Linked DNA regions of Mus musculus: all the other regions are linked to region 3. A link is a contact called in public HiChIP or PLAC-seq and promoter capture Hi-C data. All regions are on one chromosome and are shown on one strand. Each heading gives the region's core, a stretch centred on a gene start, on an enhancer-like site or on the middle of the called end of the contact. The rest is flanking DNA. Distances are from core to core; before and after follow the strand shown.

What was found. Promoter capture Hi-C pulls out the DNA fragments that hold promoters and counts their contacts. HiChIP or PLAC-seq counts read pairs in DNA pulled down with a chosen protein or histone mark.
Region 1: a contact with region 3 is called in a promoter capture Hi-C map of erythroid cells, with 2.1 times the contacts expected there. The contact joins the promoter of Tesk2 here to the promoter of Pomgnt1 in region 3. A contact is called at or near these places in 7 of 39 promoter capture datasets (the 3T3-L1 cell line, HPC-7-derived erythroid cells, cranial neural crest and 4 more), 1 of 15 datasets of contacts at CTCF or cohesin (large pre-B cells), 2 of 484 Hi-C or Micro-C datasets (the Ba/F3 cell line and muscle stem cells), 4 of 115 datasets of contacts at active chromatin or transcription factors (bone marrow-derived macrophages, large pre-B cells, microglia and 1 more) and 1 of 9 other capture datasets (adipose tissue).
Region 2: an H3K4me3 HiChIP or PLAC-seq map of bone marrow-derived macrophages shows a contact between it and region 3, with 6 times the contacts expected there. The contact joins the enhancer-like site here to the promoter of Pomgnt1 in region 3. A contact is called at or near these places in 10 of 39 promoter capture datasets (the 3T3-L1 cell line, the C10 cell line, cranial neural crest and 5 more), 4 of 15 datasets of contacts at CTCF or cohesin (the NIH/3T3 cell line, large pre-B cells and pro-B cells), 15 of 484 Hi-C or Micro-C datasets (the Ba/F3 cell line, the C2C12 cell line, the G1E-ER4 cell line and 9 more), 3 of 115 datasets of contacts at active chromatin or transcription factors (astrocytes, bone marrow-derived macrophages and embryonic stem cells) and 4 of 9 other capture datasets (adipose tissue, liver, macrophages and 1 more).
Region 4: a contact with region 3 is called in a promoter capture Hi-C map of erythroid cells, with 3 times the contacts expected there. The contact joins the promoter of Plk3 here to the promoter of Pomgnt1 in region 3. A contact is called at or near these places in 4 of 39 promoter capture datasets (erythroid cells, hippocampal neurons, liver and 1 more), 1 of 484 Hi-C or Micro-C datasets (rod photoreceptor), 5 of 115 datasets of contacts at active chromatin or transcription factors (T-cell acute lymphoblastic leukemia, embryonic stem cells, forebrain and 2 more) and 2 of 9 other capture datasets (adipose tissue and liver).

Annotation. Positions count from the first base shown.
Region 1 is chr4:116,719,587-116,722,286 of GRCm38.p6, reverse strand. Tesk2 (testis-specific kinase 2) reads right to left here and starts at 1,332. Exons shown (of 11, transcript NM_146151.4): 1 at 1,031-1,332.
Region 2 is chr4:116,787,018-116,789,860 of GRCm38.p6, reverse strand. All of the region lies in intron 4 of Tesk2 (testis-specific kinase 2), which reads right to left. Among named protein-coding and RNA genes, the nearest start is that of Toe1, 19 kb to the left of the region's middle. Within about 2 kb of position 1,335, at least 87 of the 459 cell types and tissues checked have an H3K27ac peak or open chromatin away from gene starts, as enhancers often do. A contact at or near this core is called in the Ba/F3 cell line, the C2C12 cell line, the NIH/3T3 cell line and 5 more, where this site is marked.
Region 3 is chr4:116,149,126-116,151,899 of GRCm38.p6, reverse strand. It overlaps Pomgnt1 (protein O-linked mannose beta 1,2-N-acetylglucosaminyltransferase), which reads right to left and starts at 1,382. Exons shown (of 22, transcript NM_026651.2): 1 at 1,283-1,382; 2 at 657-835; 3 at 1-80. The coding sequence starts at 776.
Region 4 is chr4:117,132,667-117,135,393 of GRCm38.p6, reverse strand. It overlaps Plk3 (polo like kinase 3), which reads left to right and starts at 1,431. Exons shown (of 15, transcript NM_013807.3): 1 at 1,431-1,742; 2 at 1,892-1,999; 3 at 2,089-2,205; 4 at 2,360-2,489; 5 at 2,580-2,667. The coding sequence starts at 1,530.

The DNA of each region.
Region 1 (2,700 bases), core at 83-2,582, 570 kb before region 3:
GAGTACTACGAGGGGGTGCTAAGGTTTCAAGTATTCCTATTTAATTCCAATTTATGTCTTTAGAGCCTAACTTAATCAGTTCTATGAGCAACTTTCCACCTCTATTTGAAAAACTCGGGTTGAACTTGTCCACAACCCAACTTATCATTCTTCAGATCTACTTCTTTACATTGTTAGCACCACCAACCCAATACCATAAACCAATGAGAAAGCCCTTATGTAGAAAAGCAGAAAGCAAAAAACCCTCTAAATTCTATTCTAAAATTCTTGGAATTTCATGCCATTCTCTTCATTTTCCACAACTATTCCAGTCCATTCATCCTCTTCTCACGCACAAAACACAGCAGCCTCCTGACTACCTGGGCCTTCTGCCCTCCGGTCTTACTTTCAATCTTTCTTTCACATTTTCCAGAGATAATCCATATCAAACTCCTGCTTACAACCTTCAATGGCTCCGTATGCCTACAAATAAAGTCCAAATTCTTTAACAAGTTTTTCTCAGAGGTTTAAATTAAAAGGTTTTTCAATTGGACTAATCTGGCTTTTATTTCCAACTAAATCAGAATCGTAGTTTAGATAAGAGTCTTCTTCAAAATGAAGGGTAAGAACGTGAATAAAAAGGAGAGAAGTCTCTTAGGATAGGAGTCAGGGTGGTTAGGAGAGATGAGCACGTTTCGGAGGGAATCCAGATCTCAGAGGGAGAAGGGGGCTCGGAGACTAGTGAGGCACACTCAGTAGGGGAACGGGACGTGAAGGATTCCACAACTTCACAAGTGAGGAAGGTCAGACACAAACAACCCTTTTGAGTATAACGTCCAATGGGTTCTTGACCCCTGAGACGAGGTGGGGACTGTCCCGGGACCCGGAGGGAACTGAGAAGGAAAGGGGGAGAGGGGCAAGAGACAGTCCCCGCTTCTTTGAGAATCTCAAGTACAGCACCGGATTGTCCAGTGCTCAGCGACCCATGAGCCAAGCTGCGCGCAGGGCAGGGATGCCGAGCCTTGGTCCCCAGGCACTCTCCCGACGTTACCTGAGGCACAACTGAGCCGCGGAGGGGGCGTCTGCGCCGGCCAGAGGGTAAGGGAGGCAGCGGCCCAGAGCGAGCATAGCAGCTCCCGGCCGCGGCTGTTTAGCCTGCGGAGGAGGTGAGGGTCCCTTGGGCAGAAGCCGGAGATTGCTCAGGGCCAGCGGCGGCGCAGGAGCTGGAGGCTACTGCCATGGCCTTGCGGTCTGAGCTGCTTTCCCCCGCCTACTCGGCGGGGCCCGGAGGCGGATCACCGCTGGGACTGAGAAGGCAGCTGGAAACTCTCGGCTCCCCGCCGGTGAGTGTCTGAAACGCCTGGGGGGCAGGGGGCTGGGGGCGGGGCCCCGTGAGCTCCGCCCCCTCCTCAGGCCTCCCTCAGAGCAGCCAATCAATCGTCAACCTTTGACAAACGAGCTAATAGAGTTGCCCAATTAACGTTAGGAATGCCACGTGGTACGAGGGTGGGCACAATGGGCGTACAGAAAAGCCAATCAGCAACGCTCGGCGCCAACTCTTAGAAGATGAAGGGAACCAATAGGAAGAGAGTGGAGTTAAAAACAGAGGGGACAGTGTGTTGAAAAAGCGGAACCGGAGAGAATTCACCTTGGGGAAAACCTAGTCTAAAGAGTCTCAGAGGGCGGGACACAAGAGAGACCAATCAAACCCCCCCAAACAGAAGCGAATGGTAAATTAATTAAGCCAATTAAACAAGCACTAAACTGGCGCGGCTTTTGAATAAGGTGTTCTGCTGGATCGAATGCAGTGTCCTGCAGGAACGCAGTATATTGACAAGCTAAAATTAGCACATAATTCCTAACAACTTGAGAAAGAGCAGTAAGTATAACTTAAACGAAATGCCAAAGGGAGAGATTGAATTCAGGGAAGGCTTAGAGGATTGGTATCACCAGCTAGATGGAAAGGAGAGATATGAAAGATCTTCGAAGGGAATAACAATTCTACCCAACTGTTCATCAGGTACAGATTTCCTCACACTTTCCATAGCCATGGATCTCAAGGGTTCATAATTTTATAGCTGAACAGACTGCTAAAGAAGAATAAGAGCAGTGGGATATAGGTCTTACTCCCAACGGTTTAGGGGCCTCCCTTCAGAAATCTTTAGCATGTGAGACATAATTAAAATATGTCTAGGAGCCGAGCATGGTGGCGCACGCCTTTAATCCCAGCACTCAGGAGGCAGAGGCAGGCGGATTTCTGAGTTCGAGGCCAGCCTGGTCTACCGAGTGAGTTCCAAGACAGCCAGGGCTGCACAGAGAAACCCTGTCTCGAATAACAAAAAAAAATAAATAAATAAATAAATACTAGGGGCAGAAAGCAATGGTAATGTACCATGTGGTCCAGGGTTCAATTCCCAGCACTGAAAATAATAACACCAATGGAATGTAGTGCTACTGACAGCTGAGTTTATGAAAATGTATAGTAGGAAATAAAATTGCAAGAGGCTGAACATGAGTGGAGTTTAAATAATAAAATTATCTTTTTATTTTAAATGCTGTGTGATTTATCCTTGAACAGAAGCATAACCTAAACAGGGAATTGTTTGAGGAAGAGTAATTAGCTCACAGAATCTCTGAAGGGAGGTACTCAGGCACAGTTCTCTTGGCCTGTTCAGGATCTTTCTGACATAAATTATGTGCTGCCACCTGGTGGCAGTTCAG
Region 2 (2,843 bases), core at 86-2,585, 640 kb before region 3:
AGTTTGACATTTAAAGGTTCAGATTATTCTATTATATTAAAGGCAGAATCAGGCAGATTATAGAGTCTGGCTCCAGAGTACATCTTTCTACAACTACATGCATTATACAAGGAGTCAGTGGTCATAGCATTTGAATGAGAGAACGCCACGCAGGACAGGAACTCAAAAATGAATTCACTTGGGCTGGAGAGATGGCTTAGTGGTTAGGGACACTTGACTTCTCGTCCAGAGATCCTGAGTTCAATACCCAGGAACCACATGTTGCATCTGTATCTGATGCTCTCTTCTGGTATAGAGACACAACACTCATAGAGGTAAAATAGATGAATAAATCAATCTTTTAAAAAGAATTTACTCAACCCTTTCAAGATCCATTATCTCCATCCTCTTTCCAATGGAGAAAAAAAAAGGATGAATTCTACAAGTGAGTACCTTAATTTTTAGAATATGATACTGAACTTATCAAGGACTAGAGTACTAATGGTAAAACAGACAAGAGATTTAAATTGAATTTTAGTTCAATTATGCCTTCTATGAATGGTTTCATTTTGGAAAAACAAATCAACAAGTAAGGCCAGTTGTGCTTCAATTTCCCCATATACCAGGTAGGCATACCTGACCTGCCTAACTCACAATCTTTTTGTTTGTTTAAAAGAACATGGTGACAGAAGCATCAAAAAGAACCAGTAGGGGGCAGCACCGTACAGAGCATCATCAGATCTCCTATAGGAAGCAGAGCAGGCTTGGCAAGGCAGAAAGAACAGCTGAAAATAATTTCTCATAAGGAAAGCCTGTTAGCCTGCTTAACCCTCTTTGTGATCCACCTTGGAAATCTTACAGCGGTATACGGAAAGCATTAACACCACAACTTCTCACTCTGGGTGAATCTGCCCAAATTCAGACCAGAAGTGCCTAGACTGAAAAGAAATGGGACTGATCGTGCCGGCAAAACATCTAAAAGCTAAACATCTAAAGAAACAGTTCACTTCTTTGACATGGTGGCAGCATGGCATGGAAGGCTCATCTTCAGGAACCACTCACATTACATACATGGCTGAATGTCAGGCAGAAGAAACTAAGACTATGTGTATTTGTATTTTCTGAAGGCCTGGTCATGGTAAGACTCTTGGTTTTGGTTCAGAGAAACACATATTTACAAATATGTGTCAACACCCAAGAAAGTCACCTTAGCTGGGTGTGGTGGCTCAAGTTTATACTTGTAATACTTGGGAGGCTAAGGCAAGATAAGATCCAAAGCCAGCATGAATGACATAGAAGGATCCTGTTTAAAAAGAAAGGCAGGACGAGAGGGAGGGAAAAAGTAAATCCACAGCCAGAAGGGGGAGCAGAGAGAAGAGGAGGCAGGACGAGGACTCAGTGACTAACAGACTCTGGCTTCCCTCGGCAGGATGGAAAAGTAGAAATGAGATCCAGGGAGGGAAACAAAAAAGAATTTATTTTTTTCCACAGTCCATTTGCCTTGCCTGATGCTGGAGAACTCGCTGGTGGGGCTTATAAGCCCATGAGCCCTCAAAAACCACAACTTCTCGATGTCTCAAGACCCATGCATGCATGTATGAAGCAAGGAAGTTTAAGATCTGCCAACAAGGAAGATTTCTAGGTTGCTAAACACTGTGTGCCCCATTAGCAGGAACGTTCACTTCCCCATAAGCAACTCCCAGTGCAGACTCAGCTGTGCAGCCTCTGAACAAATCCCTCTGCAAGAAAGCCAAGAACAGCTGTATTGGCCTGGTCAGCTTCCCTGGACGGGAATCACACATGCTGTGCATTCAATTTTTCACAGGCAAATCCCCTTGGGTTCTCCTATGGAACAAGCCAATACTGACAAGATACTTAAATACCTTACAGAACTTTTAACATTTTAATTTTTTTTTTGAGGCAGGATCTCTCCAGCCTAGGCTACTTCAGATTTGCCAGACAGCTGAGAATTAATTTGAATTCTTGATCTTCTTGCCTTACCTCTCAAGTGAGAGTTATATGTATTTCAGTTAAATGTCCAGTAACTGCTAAATGATACATATGTCAATTTTATCTATACCAAAACCTGCTTCTTTTCAGCTGATCTCTGAATTTACTATCTTTGAAGAGCTGTTTAAAAAAAAAAAAAAAAAAACTTCAGTGAAGCCAGGCATAGTGGTGCACACATTTAGTCTCAGCTCTTGGGAAGCAGAGGTAGGGAGATCTCTGAGTTCAAGGATAGCCTGGTCTATGTTCCAGGATAGGCAGAGCTTCATAGTGAGACCTTGTCTTTATAAACCAAACAAATGAAAAGCTAATACCCCCCCAAAAAAGGAAAGAACGAAAGAAAGAACGAAAGAAAGAAAGAAAGAAAGAAAGAAAGAAAGAAAGAAAGAAAAGCTAATACCCAGTGTACTAGTATTGAGGGATTGTCTTTGGTGGTGCTTGGATAATAAGGGTAAACCCTGTAAATTCAAAGCCAACCTGATCTAAGGGTTCCAGGCTAACCAAGAGCTACATAGTGATACCGTATGTATGTCAAACAACAATAATGATGACAATCTGCCTGTCTGTCCCACACTACTCCATAGGCTGAGGCTGGAGGAACACTTGAGCCTATGAATTTAAAACCATCCTTTGCATCACAGCAATACCCTTTCTCAAAAGAATGAAACTAATGGTCAGGGTACAGTAGTGTGCACTTTTTTTTAAAGACTTATTTATTATTATATCTAAGCACGCTGTAGCTGTCTTCAGATGCACCAGATGAGATGTCAAATTTCATTATGGATGGTTGTGAGCCACCATGTGGTTGCTGGGATTTGAACTCAGGACCTTGGAAGGAGCACCACTGAGCCATCTCT
Region 3 (2,774 bases), core at 133-2,632:
TCGCTGATTGCTCTCCGAGTGTCCAGGATCAACTTGATGTTGACAATGACGGTCACCAGCAGGAAAAGCACAGCCCCTGTCTGAGTAGGAAAATGGGGGTGACTGCAGCCAGCCCTCTCCAGATCACAAGGGCCTTCTGAAAGTATGACCTTGGCTGAAGAGGACACAGGGACCAGTCTCTCCACTTTCTGGTTCCCAATAAGGACACGGATTTGTGGCCATCTCCCAGAGAATGTTCCCTGGCAGGTTTCCCTCCACCAACCAGGTCCTTCCTACCCCGTGGTCTTGTATTTTCCCATTTGAGTCCTTGACTTCCTTGGTCCCCTCCATAACTAGTTCCTTGAGATGGATTTAGGACCCGAGAACCACAGCGGAGAGCCAGAGACACAGAAGAACGTGGGCCACACTGCCTGACAGTTGGGTGTCAGGGGCAAAGCCTGCCTGACCAGACTTCTGGTTTCTGTTGGATGCCGAGGTCAGACTAGGGTTCTGATTCCAGAATCCTGGCTCTAAACCACTGCCTGAGAAGGCTGTAACAGACAGAGGTTTCCCCTCCAGGAATTTGCTGCCTCTTCTTGATAGCCAAGGTAGTTAGTTCCTAGTCTGTTAGAGTAAAGTTAGGGAGCAGCTTTTGGGACACGTGGGACCTCATTTACCTGACAGAATCTCCTCAGGGCCCGCTGGTTTGTCAGTTTATACTTCCAGGTAAGGTACCAGCTCCGTTTCTTCCTAGCCCCAAAGGGCTTGATGAGGGGACTGGGCTTCCAGTCATCCATACTGGATTAGGGAGTCACCCCTGTCCCGGCCAGTCCATGACTTCAGGAATCTGAGGGGACTATATATAGAGTCACATAGAGTAAGATGCTTGTCCCAAAGCTTAATGCCTTCTGGAATGACTTCTCTCAGCAAACTGCTGAGCTGTGTGCCCTAGGCAACGTGGCTTAACTTCTCTGGGTCTGGCCAGAAAATCTTTGGAGGAGTTGGATCACCTGAAAATTCCCTGGGGCTAGAGGAACTGTGTGCAGGATCAGGGCCTTAGCGGCGGAGGCCAGTAACTCAATCAACTCTTAACGATTCATCAGTCCTTAAAAGGTCCAAATCCCAGTCCTTCCCAGCCCTGGGGTAGAACAGTAACAGCGACCTCCTGCACCCCAATCCTCCACCCTCGTCTCTTCCCATCTGGCTCAACTCCTCTCCTCTCAGGGATCAGGGACGCCGGAAGGTTCAGAAGACCCACCCAGCCCGCATCACCCCTCTGAGACCCGCACTGGGAGGCACTTACGGCTCAGGGGCCCCGGGCCCCGCTCGGGCCGCGCTCGGGCCCGCACAGCTCGGCCCCGCGCGCCGCGGCCTCCGCGGCCTCCGCCTCCTCCATGCCTCTCGCGCCCCGCCCCGGCCCGGCCGGCCCGCCCCGCCGCTTCCGCCGCCGCCGCCGCCGCGGGGTGAGAGGGCGGCGGGCGGCGCTTAGGGCGGCGGCCGCGGCCGGGCGTCTGCAGCGCGAGGGGAGCCGGCGTACTCTGCCTGTCTGGCAGGGTTACGGTCCGCACGAGTGGACCTCGGGCGAGAGCACATCCCCGCACCGCGGAGCCGGAGCAAGCGGCATTCCGGGACCTCGGGCCAGCTCACTGGGCAAGCCAGGATCAGAGGGCTGCAGCTCCGAGGCCTGGCCCAGCCCCGCAAGGCTGTTTCCAGGCCGGGGAGGAGAGGATTAGAAACCTGCTCCGCTACTATTTTGAGCGCTTACGTTAACTCGATTTCATAAACCATGATTAAGAGGCACCGTGACTACCCCATCTTTAAAGAAAACCAAAAATGCTCTTTGATTGTGTGCATGTGCAGGTAGTGCGGGCGCTCCTTGAAGAGACTAGACCTCAGTCTGATACCCCTGGAGCCCAAATTAAAGTTGTGATCCCAACCGCTCCTCTAGAAGAGCACCAGGTGTGCTTAACCACTGAGCCATCTCCAGCTCCTGATTAGTTCTTTTCTGAGGAAGCAGGAGCTTACCTATCTCCTTATAGCCCTAGCTATCCTGGAACTCCTTATGTAGACCCGGCTGAACTTGAACTCACAGAAATTCACCTGTCTCTGCCTCCTAAATGCTAGGATTAAAGGAGTGTACAACATGCCCAGCAACACTTTATTTATTTACACTTTTTTTTTTTTGAGGACTCCAAAAGTGTTGGCATCTTTCGATATGATAGCAGTGCTTGCCAGGTTGGAAGTGGTGTTGCATTCCTATATAGGTGAGGGAAGGCTGTGTGAGGCAAGTCCACTTTCATAACAAGATGCTAAGACCCACAGTAGCTCACTCCTGGGTTCCCAGCACTTAGGAACTGAGGAAGGAGGATTGCCATAGATTCAAGGTCAACTTGGTCTACAACATGAGTTCTAGAACAAGTCAGGATTTTGAAGTGCAACCTGCTCTGAGAAACAAAAAATGTTTTGGTTTTTTACATGTTCTTTATACTGAAGTTTTTCTTATTTAAACATCAAAAAAAGCAGGGGCTGGAGAGATGGCTCAGTGGTTAAGAGCACTGACTGCTCTACCAGAGATCCTGGGTTCAATTCCCAGCAACCACATGGTGGCTCACAACCATCTGTAATGGGATCTGATGCCCTCTTCTGGTGTGTCTGAAGATAGTGACAATGACATTGTACTCACATATATAAAATAAGTCTTTTTAAAAAAATCAAGTCAGCAGAAGTTCTCACATTAGCCTCTGACCCTCTTCTGTCGTCAGGTTTACTGTCCATGATCTTGTCTTCTCATGATC
Region 4 (2,727 bases), core at 182-2,681, 980 kb before region 3:
AAAGTTTAGGGATTAAGATTCCACTGGGGAAACTAGGCAGGTGGTGGCATACTCCTTTAATCCCAGCACTCTGGAGGCAGAGACAGGCAGCAGATCTCTGAGTTGGAGGCCAGCCTGGTTTACAGAATGATTCCAGGACAGCCAAGTCTACACAGAGAAACCTATTTCAAGGAAAAAAAAAAAAAAAAAAAAAGATTTCACATCGAAGCCGGGCAGTGGTGGAGGGGCAGAGACAGGTAGGAAGTCAAGGCCAGTCTGGTTTACAGGTCGAATTCCTGGCTTCCTGGAAACTCTGTCACAAAACAAAACAAAAACCAAAACAACCCTCCACAACACCCCCCCCCCAAAAAAAAAACCCACACAGAAAAAGATTCCACATAGATCATAGATTCCTGCCACCTACTTGAGTTTATCTGTAATGGACTTCAAAGCTAACTGCCCAGTTGCAGGTCTCTAGCACCTAAGAGTGTCCAGTTCTCATTCCTCACTGTCTGGCCTTTTGCCTGCTGACTCGGTGCAATAGGTATTTTTGAGAATATGATGGGGAACTCAGGGTCTGGGGCAGAGGTACAGGTCTGGAGTCCCATCATGTCAAAGGTGAAGACAGAAGGACCTCGAGTTCAAAGCCAGCCTGGATCACATGACAGCTACTCTGCCTCAGCTCTCCTTTCCCTCAGAAGAATAATAAGGTAGAATTGGGTAGCAGAAGATGTAGCCTGGAACATGGTGAAAAACAGTGAATACTGGGAGGCAGGGGCAGGTGGATCTTTGATTTCAAAGCCAGCCTGGTCTACATAGTGGGTTCTGGGACAGCCAGGGCCACACAGAGACACCCTGTCTTGGAAAAACAAAACGCAAACATAAAACCTTGAATACCAGGCTCTGTTCCACAAACCCATTGCACAGTCCCAGACCAGGTAAATCGGGCTCTGCAGCGTGCTATTCCACAGTCCCCGAAGAGGGCAGCATGCTCTGTACCAGAGCAAGAGATGCTTGCAGGAAACCACCTGTGTTGGTGATGTGCACTGAGCAGTTTGCAACACCCCTGTCTTTCCTCCCCAGTTTGAATGCTAACCCTTACTGTTGCTCGAAAGAGGCCTCCGGATAACTGGCCTCCACTCCGACTTCAGCACACATTCTAAGGATGAAGGGGAAAAAAAGAGTCACTTGCACTGGGTAGCCTAGAGAAACGGAGCAGGGTTACACCTGCCAGGCGACTAGCTCAACCGGGGCTCCTTTAAGGCCAGAGCAGGAGGAGTGGCCTTTAAGAACGCCCAGGCAAGGGAAGATCTTTCAGGTGACGTAAGGCGGAGCAATGGGCGTGGCCTCTCCAAGCCTGGCAGCCAGGAAAGGGGCGGAGCTCGAGATGACGAAACACCGGGGAGGGGGCAGGGGTTCATTGATAAAAACGTCGGACTCCCCCTTGCCCTGGCGCGATCGCAGCGTAGAGAAACCAGGCAGCGCCACGCGCGGCCGGGGCCGGGCGGAACCGAGAACCAGCTCGGCAGGCGCTGCGCCGCGCCGTCCGCATGGAGCCCGCCGCCGGCTTCTTGTCTCCGCGCCCCTTCCCGCGCGCGGCTGCCCCGTCCGCGCCCCCCGCCGGCCCGGGGCCGCCTGCCAATGCCTCCCCGCGATCGGAACCTGAGGTGCTGGCCGGGCCACGGGCGCCGGATCCTCCTGGTCGCCTCATCACCGACCCTCTCAGCGGCCGTACCTACACCAAGGGTCGCTTGTTGGGCAAGGTGGGTCGGGGCTCCGGGGTAGCGTTGACGGAGGTGGAGGGGAGCTCTGCGGACCCGACCGGGCCACTCCGGAGGTGGAGAGGAGCTCTACGGGCCGGATCCGGCCACTCCGGAGCGCCCAGATCGATGATGCAGCTTCTTCTTTCTAGGGGGGCTTCGCACGCTGCTATGAAGCCACTGACACCGAGTCTGGTATAGCCTACGCGGTCAAAGTCATCCCACAGAGTCGCGTCGCCAAGCCGCATCAGCGCGAGAAGGTGGGTCCAGGCCCTGCGGTCCAAGGGATGGGGAGGGGATGGTGGCGTGGGAACCCTGGAAAGATGAGGATTTCACTCCCCTGTCGCAGATCCTAAATGAGATAGAGTTGCACCGAGACCTACAGCACCGCCATATCGTTCGCTTTTCACATCATTTCGAGGATGCTGACAACATATACATTTTCCTGGAGCTCTGTAGCCGAAAGGTCCGGAATGGGGGCGGGGTGGGTTCATTGGGAACAGGGGTAGGGGAGGAAGCGGGTTCTTAAGATCCAAAGCTGTTCTTGTCATCTTTAGCAAACACAGATGGAGGGAGGGTCTGGGAAGGCAAGCGGGGTCTGAAACAGTGACTTTCTGCAGTCCCTGGCCCACATCTGGAAGGCCCGACACACCCTGTTGGAACCAGAGGTTCGCTACTACCTGCGCCAGATCCTTTCTGGCCTCAAGTACTTGCACCAGAGGGGTATCTTACACAGAGATCTCAAGCTGGGTGAGATTCCTGCGTCTGGTCTGAAGGGTGGAGACCTGCGGAGGGATGAAAGGCGTTAAGAATCTGACGCGTCTCTCTGCTACTGTCTAGGAAATTTTTTCATCACGGATAACATGGAACTGAAGGTGGGGGATTTTGGGCTGGCAGCTCGATTAGAGCCCCCAGAGCAGAGGAAAAAGTGAGTGAGGGGATGGTGGCCACAGCCTGTTTGTGACACAGATGATGTACAAGGTGACCA